Linked DNA regions of Mus musculus: region 2 is linked to region 1. Evidence: chromatin contacts called from public HiChIP or PLAC-seq data. All regions are on one chromosome and are shown on one strand. Each heading gives the region's core, a stretch centred on a gene start, on an enhancer-like site or on the middle of the called end of the contact. The rest is flanking DNA. Distances are from core to core; before and after follow the strand shown. Region 1 overlaps Pepd (peptidase D). Region 2 overlaps Rhpn2 (rhophilin, Rho GTPase binding protein 2).

What was found. HiChIP or PLAC-seq counts read pairs in DNA pulled down with a chosen protein or histone mark.
Region 2: an HNF4G HiChIP or PLAC-seq map of pancreatic cancer cells shows a contact between it and region 1. The contact joins two enhancer-like sites. A contact is called at or near these places in 1 of 115 datasets of contacts at active chromatin or transcription factors (pancreatic cancer cells) and 1 of 9 other capture datasets (adipose tissue).

What each region holds. Positions count from the first base shown.
Region 1 is chr7:34,931,716-34,935,222 of GRCm38.p6, forward strand. It overlaps Pepd (peptidase D), which reads left to right. Exons shown (of 15, transcript NM_008820.2): 4 at 2,967-3,030. Among named protein-coding and RNA genes, the nearest start is that of Gm25922, 11 kb to the right of the region's middle. Within about 2 kb of position 1,561, at least 19 of the 459 cell types and tissues checked have an H3K27ac peak or open chromatin away from gene starts, as enhancers often do. A contact at or near this core is called in pancreatic cancer cells, where this site is marked.
Region 2 is chr7:35,353,798-35,357,304 of GRCm38.p6, forward strand. It overlaps Rhpn2 (rhophilin, Rho GTPase binding protein 2), which reads left to right. Exons shown (of 15, transcript NM_027897.4): 2 at 1-50. Gm51476 (a long non-coding RNA gene) reads right to left here. Exons shown (of 4, transcript XR_003946747.1): 4 at 3,408-3,507. Among named protein-coding and RNA genes, the nearest start is that of Gm51476, 7.6 kb to the right of the region's middle. Within about 2 kb of position 1,849, at least 34 of the 459 cell types and tissues checked have an H3K27ac peak or open chromatin away from gene starts, as enhancers often do. A contact at or near this core is called in pancreatic cancer cells, where this site is marked.

The DNA.
Region 1 (3,507 bases), core at 311-2,810:
CTTTGGGGCCCATGGTGCTGTGACCAAGCATCACCTGCTGTGACTCTGGGCTTGTGCTTGGGGCCAGCTGCTGGCAGAGCACAAATCCCCTATAGAGGATGGGTATCCTGTTAAGGGAGGCAACTTCTCCCTGCTGCCAGAAGTGCACTGTGTACTGGGATGCGTATCCGAGTGAGCTCAGCTCCTCTCCTGATTTGTCCCTTAAGTCTGGTTCTTTTCATTGGGATGTCCCGTGGGACGGGGCCAGGCATGAGCTGTGCCTGCTCCTCACCACATGTCAGCTAGGTGTAGATCCTCTAAGAAGCCACTTTGTGCCCTGTCCACACCCCCTCAGTGCATTCAGAGATTCCCAGTGACCCTTCCCACCAGTAGACATGTCACCCCCTTTCCCATCAGCTCCACCAAGTTGTGGCTGCCAAGTGTTCCATGGCTGGTTTGATCATGCAGCCTGGCACATATGTCCCTCCAGGTAATATCTAAATGATTTTTACTGTAGTTAACTCACAAACATGAAAAAGCAAGTACTGCTCAAACATAATTATCTCTGTCCTAAGAATGTAATGTGCAGAGTACCAGACAAAATGACCATAGCTCTTCGTATTTTATATGTTGGTGGTTATTCCTGGCAAGACAATGCATGGGAGGTAAATTAAGACCCAGTTTGCACTCAGCCTAGACTGTGGCATCTGCCTCTGTAAGGAGAGCAAGTACAAGGGGTACTGGGGGGGGGCAGTACTTGTGCTCACTTCTTCCTGTTGGGCTTCTTCTGGGGTCCAGCCTCTCTTTGCTCCACCTTGCCATCCATAGACAGTTTGAATGACAGTTGTCCCCCATAAGGTCATATATTAAATGCTTGGTTTTCCTACCAGATGGTGCTTTAGGAAAGAAGATTTTGGAGGAGATAGGTCACTGGGATGTGTCCTCGGAGTGCCATCTTGTCTCAGGGCCCTCCGTCTCTGCTGGCAGCTGTCCATCCACTGCAAATGGAACAGCCTTTGCTGTGCATGCCCTCCACCGTACTGCCCTGCCTCCGCATTCACTGAGGAGTAGTGGAGCCAAGCAGCCCCACACTGAGCCTCTGGAACCAAGAGCCCAAGAAATAAATAGCTCCTTTCTTAGATTGCTCAGCAAGGCATTTCAAGGCATTGCTCAGTGATGTCCAAGTACGTTGTGTAAGCACCATGTGGGAGTTTGAGGTGAGCACGCAGGAGGGACACCCAGTGTTCACAGCTTACTGCCATCACCTCCTTTGCTGCCACTTCCCCTGGCTCCATGGGATCAAGCTCTCAACCTGGGGCTTACCGCTTCGAGACCTCACCAGGCTTCCGGTCTGGCAAATCTCTGATGGACTCTTAACTTGTGAGACTCCAGAAGAGAAGGACAGGGAGATATTTGCTATGCCTTCCTTCTTAAGAGGCTCCTGGTGCTCTATAGTGGTGGATATGAAAAGGTTAGGGCCCCCACTTCAGTGGCTGGCCTGACCTCCTGTGCAGAGCCCTGGAGGCTGAGTCAGATCTTTGTGCTTCCCAATCGGTAGGAGTTTGCTTTTCATGCCTGTCAGTCCTGGTGTTGACAAAGTGACTGGGGCCAGAGGTAGGGCGGGGCTGTACTGGCACAGCTGGCACAGCTGGAGAGGGAGTGATGAAGATAATCTAGCAGCTGTCTTGCTGGTGGCCCTACCCCTTGCTTTCCCAGTCTGCACCTGGGACTCCCACAACCCAGTTGAAGTGACACCTCCTGCCTCAGCTCTTGAGGCCTTTTGCTAAGAGGTGTCAGATCGTGGCCAGTTAACTTTTGAGCCCTGTCTCATGGCAGAAGCTAATGTGACTGAATTGTGCAAATTTAATTAACGGCAAGAGCTTGATGCCCAGTGAGTTTTTCAGAGGTCGAAGGAGAGGAAAAAGGAAAGAAAAGAAGAGGGCATTCTATGAGACCACAGTGAGATCAGAGCTTCTCAGCCTGAAGTGGGCTTTCTACCTGGGCTGTGACACACACACACACACACACACACACACACACACACACACACACACACATTGCTGGGTCCACTACCCTCCCCATCCCCTGGTCCTTATAGTCTGAACCTCTGATAACAAGTTTTACTTGTTTAGGTGGAAAGAGATTGATATATGGACTCCTAGTTCCCAAGCAGTGCTGTGCTGTGGCACATAGGTCGTGGAGCTCTGAGGGCCTCCTGGTTTCATCCCCAGATGAACTCCCAGGAATACTGCCTGCCATCCACACATCCCTTACGTCCCTGGTAAATGTAGAGACCATCTGTTGTGCTGTACTGAGACCTGTTGGATGGGGCACATGCTGTGAGACAACAGTAGGACGGGAAGGGGTGGGTATGCAACCAGGTTTGCAGTAGTGCAGGTGGCATATATGCACTTCACTGGATGTGGCACTTGGCTGGTGACATCACCCCCCTCCATGTAGTGACTGTTCTTCCATGTGGGAGCCCACTGCCCCCAACAGCATTGATTCATCTGGGTGGCACTGCAGCCTGCTGAATCCAGGGAAAGCATAGAGTTGGGTGAGGGCTGTCTCACCTCATCTACTCCTGCTTTCTCCTTGGCTAATTGTTTTAAAGTTTGAGGACTCAGCTTAAATTCTTCTTGACTTCTTTAAAGCATCCGCGTATTAACCTTCCTTTAAAGAGGTGCAGCTGGGAAGTCACATATTCCATGGCCCCGAAGGCGATGTGGAGGGGAAGAGTGGAAGCTGGGACTTCTGCAGGCAGCCAGGGACACGGTGGACTGAATCAGAGGTCCCAGGGCGGCAGAGACGGTTCAGCGGCAGGACACCCTTTACCATCAACTGCTGGGTATACCTGCTTGGTGCTGGGTCCTCACACTGTGGCAGGGATGAACCAGAGCTTCATGGCCTGGATTTGGTAGACGGGAGGTGACCAGGCTTGGGCATTGCCAGGCCCTGACTGTGGTTTCGTTGTGCTTTCTTTTCAGGATCCATTCCAAGGAGTATTTCAAGGAGAAGTACGCTGTGGATGATGTCCAGTACACGGATGAGGTACGTAGCTGACTCCTGAGGTTCCTATAAAACCTGCCTGCAAACTCGACACCACTCTAATCAAAACTGCCAGTGGGCTCGGCCTGGGCCTTCGTGTGTTGAGGAGTCTATTTGTAAGAAGAGCCCCAGGTTGTGAATGGCCAGTGAGTATACAGGAACTGGGGAGTACCTTGACTTAAATCTACCTTCCAACTCGGTCACCCAGCCAGTGTTGGGTCGTGTGAGTAACTGCGTCAGTGTGGCCCCGAGGCTGTGATGTCCTGACCAGTGCAGGCAGATAAAAGGAGCTCTTTCAACTTCCACTGCTGACAGTGGCTAGCACACAGGCGGCCACTCTGTTCCACCCCGGATGCTGTCACAGCTCCATGTTCTAATCCCACCCCATTCTTTTGATAAAGCTCTCCAAGTCAGAGCTGGATAGAAGTCAGCATCTGCCACTGGCCGTCCAACCTGGCCCTGGTTGGTTCATCTGGACAG
Region 2 (3,507 bases), core at 599-3,098, 420 kb after region 1:
CAGATCCTGAAGGCTGTGCGGATGCGGACAGGAGCCGAGAACCTTCTGAAGTGGGTACCTCTGTGTTTGCTGCCTCGGCCAGGAGCTCTGGCTCTCCTGAGAGACTGTCTGTCTGATGGACAGACAGAGCCCAGACCCTCAGCTGGGGTCTTGCTTTTCAGCTTTGAGATTTCTCTCTCTTCTGGGGTGTCTGGGCAGGTCCTTTTCTTGCCCAGAGCTTGGTCACGTTAATGACAAAGATGTTTTGTCCATCCTGTGTTTGTGGAGAATTGTGACAGACAGTGCAGTCACAGCTCTCTGTATGTGTGTTTATTTTAATTTAATGTGTATGAGTGTTTGCTGCATGTATGTGTGCACCATGTGGAACCTGGGGCCCATGGAGGCCAGAAGAGGGCATTGCAGACCCCCTGGAACTGGAATTGCAGATGGTTATGAGGCACCATGTGGGTGCTGGGAACGGAACTTAGGTCCTCTGCAAGAGTAGCCAGTGCTCTTGCTAAGCATCTGTCTCTCCAGCCCTCAGTTGTAGCCATGTTGTTTACAGGTCCAGTTACTGTCTTTGCATTTACTTCTGGGCATGACTCCTTTCTCCACTGCCCAGACTTGTGCCTGGTAGGGCCAGTGCTTGGTGAGTGGGTGTTGATAGATAAGAGAGGGGACAGCAGAAAAGAAAGAACGGGACACTCCTATTACTAGTATTGTCGTTCTTTCTAATGAGAGGAGTCATAAACAGGACACGGTGCCACATACCTGTGGTTTCAGCTACTTGAGGGGCTGAGGCAGGAGGATTGTTTGAACCCCAGGGTTTGAGACATCTGGGCAAAGTAGCAACCCCACCCCCACCCACCCCCCATCTAGGAAAGCGTGAGAGTTAATGAGAGAGGCAGGTGGGCATGTTGTGCCCAGTACTCAATGCTGTGCCGTGGAGATAAAATAGTTACTTCCCAAGTAGAACTCAGGAAAGCTGTACCTGCGTCTAGACAGCCGTAAATCCTCCCCACACCCTTACGTGCAGTGCGCCAGCTTGCAGAGGGTGCAGACTCTTCCCTCGGAGGACAGCCTTTGGCTATCAGCTCTCTCACCTTCCATCTTGGGGAGGCAGGGTCTCGTTTCTGGCGCTTGGAGCACGCGGCATCAGAATATCGAGGGTAAAACTGCCATCTCCCCTCTCCCACCCCCTTAAGAGGCCTACAGGATAGGTTCTTTGGTTTTGTGAGGCAGGATCTCATATAGCTCAGGCTGGCTTAAAACTTGCTGTGTAGTTGAGGATGACCTTAAACTCCAGATTCTCCTGCTTTTGCCTCTTCGTGCACGTATATATACACGTGAGCATGCGTGCATCTGCATGCAGAGTGTAACTTTGTGCAGTCAGTTCCCTCTTACCATGTAAAATCCTGGGGATCGAACTCGAGTTGTCAGGCGCGGCAGCAAGCACCTTCGTCTGCTGAGCCACCTGGCCAGCCTGCTTTAGAGTTGGTTTTTTGTTTGTTTGTTTTATTTTATTTTATTTTATTTTATTTTGTTTTAATAGCAGACACTAGAGCTGCTCTGCCTGCCTTGCTCTGTTAACAACACCAGCCGACAACAACCTCGACAACAACCTCTCTGCGGCCCAGGCCAGACTCAATCACACTTACTGTCAGGTTAGCAGTTGTTTAGCTGATAGGTGAGATAGGGTGGGACAGGGTTGTAAATGATTCTCCTGGAACTGATACACTTAAAGTGTCCCTTGTAGAGACTGTTAGAGGGAAACTGGAAGGTATTTATTAATCTGACTCAGTGCACCTACGTTTAGAGACTGTTGGTAGACTGTTGTTAGAGGAAACTCGGAGGTATTTATTAATCTGACTCACCTGACACCAAAGCTTCCTGAAATCAGGGAGGGCATCAGGCCAAGCCTCACTCTGGCCCCACAGTGTCCCTGGCTGCTGCTACTAGCAGCAGGTAATTACTGTCATACACTGGACATGGCTGTCCTGTCCTTAGATTGCCTGATGTCCTACTAAGATTCTATGATGAGGATAGAACAATTATATTATAGGCAAGAGGGCATTTGGGAAAACATCCCCAAGAATGCAGACTTGGAAATGAGGGTCCCCACCATTAACTGCAGGGCCACCATGACTGGGCAGTAGCTGTGAGTGCCACAGTTTCAGGTCCCTTGAAGGTCCTCTCCTTCCCTGTTCCACCTCGGCCAAGAGTCAGTGAGCTTCCTAGAGCTTGCTGGGAGCTGGCTGGTGCTTTGAAGTGCTTCAGGCTGGCTGCTGGCTGCAATCTGCCCTCCAGGCTCCTTTCCCTCCCTTGAGAACAACAGAGGCAGAAACCAGATGGTATTTCTGAGGCAGAGAGATTGAAGCGAGTTACCAGGTTGTTCAATTTTAACTAACTAGTTCTTTAGTCAAAGAACAGGCTGTTTAACTATTCTGGTTAAAGCTTCAGATTGCCTTCTTACACTGCTCCTTAGACTAGATCGGGAAAGCCTCTCTCTGAGGCTTGCAAGTGTCTGTATACCTGCTGGTGAGTGAGTTCGTCAGGGCCAGGCTCCGTGCAGGGAGCTGTGAGGAATGGTGGGGATGGAGGAGTGTGCAGTGTAAGGCCCAGGCTGACCTGCAGCATATAGCCCAGGCTGGCCTTAAACTGGGGAGATCTTCCTGTCTTAGCCTTCTTAGTGCTGTTCTTTTTTTTTTTTTTTTTTTTTTTTTTTTCTCGAGACAGGGTTTCTCTGTGTAGCCCTGGCTGTCCTGGAACTCACTCTGTAGACCAGGCTGGCCCTGAACTCAGAAATCCGCCTGCCTCTGCCTCCCAAGTGCTGGGATTAAAGGCGTGCATCAAGACGCCCGGCCTTAGTGTTGCTCTTACAGACATGCATCACAACACGCACAGGCATTCTCTTTCCCTCCCTTCCCCTCCCTTTCCTCCCTTCATACCTTCCCCCTCTCTTCTCTTCTCTTCTCTTCTCTTCTCTTCTCTTCTCTTCTCTTCTCTTCTCTTCTCTTCTCTTCTCTTCTCTCTTTCTTCCTTTCAGCAGCCAGGCATCTCTATCGTCTGCCCCAGGGACCCAGCAACAACAGGATAGTTATTACCAGCTGCCAAGATGCCCACATATCCCCAGGAGCCACATATCCTCCCCATGCACAGGCACTACACCCCGTTCTAAAAGGCCAAGCTCTCCTTTCTTGTTCTCCTTTTCCCTCCACCCCCCGCCCAGAGGCAGCCTCTATAAACCCCTCCCCAGTAAACAGCCCCCATGAGATCTGTCACATGGTGAGACTTCATTGCCATCCATCACTTAGATCATCTTTTTCTCTCTCTCTCTCTCTCTCTCTCTCTCTCTCTCTCTCTCTCTCTCTTTCCCTCTTCCTTTCTTTCAAGACAGGGTCTCACTATGTAGCCTTGGCTGGCCCAGAAATCACTCTGTAGCCCAGCCTTGAAGTAGTGAGGATCCTCCTGCCTCTGCCTCCCCAGCGCTGGGATTGCAAATGTTGCTACCACACCCAGGTCTCACGT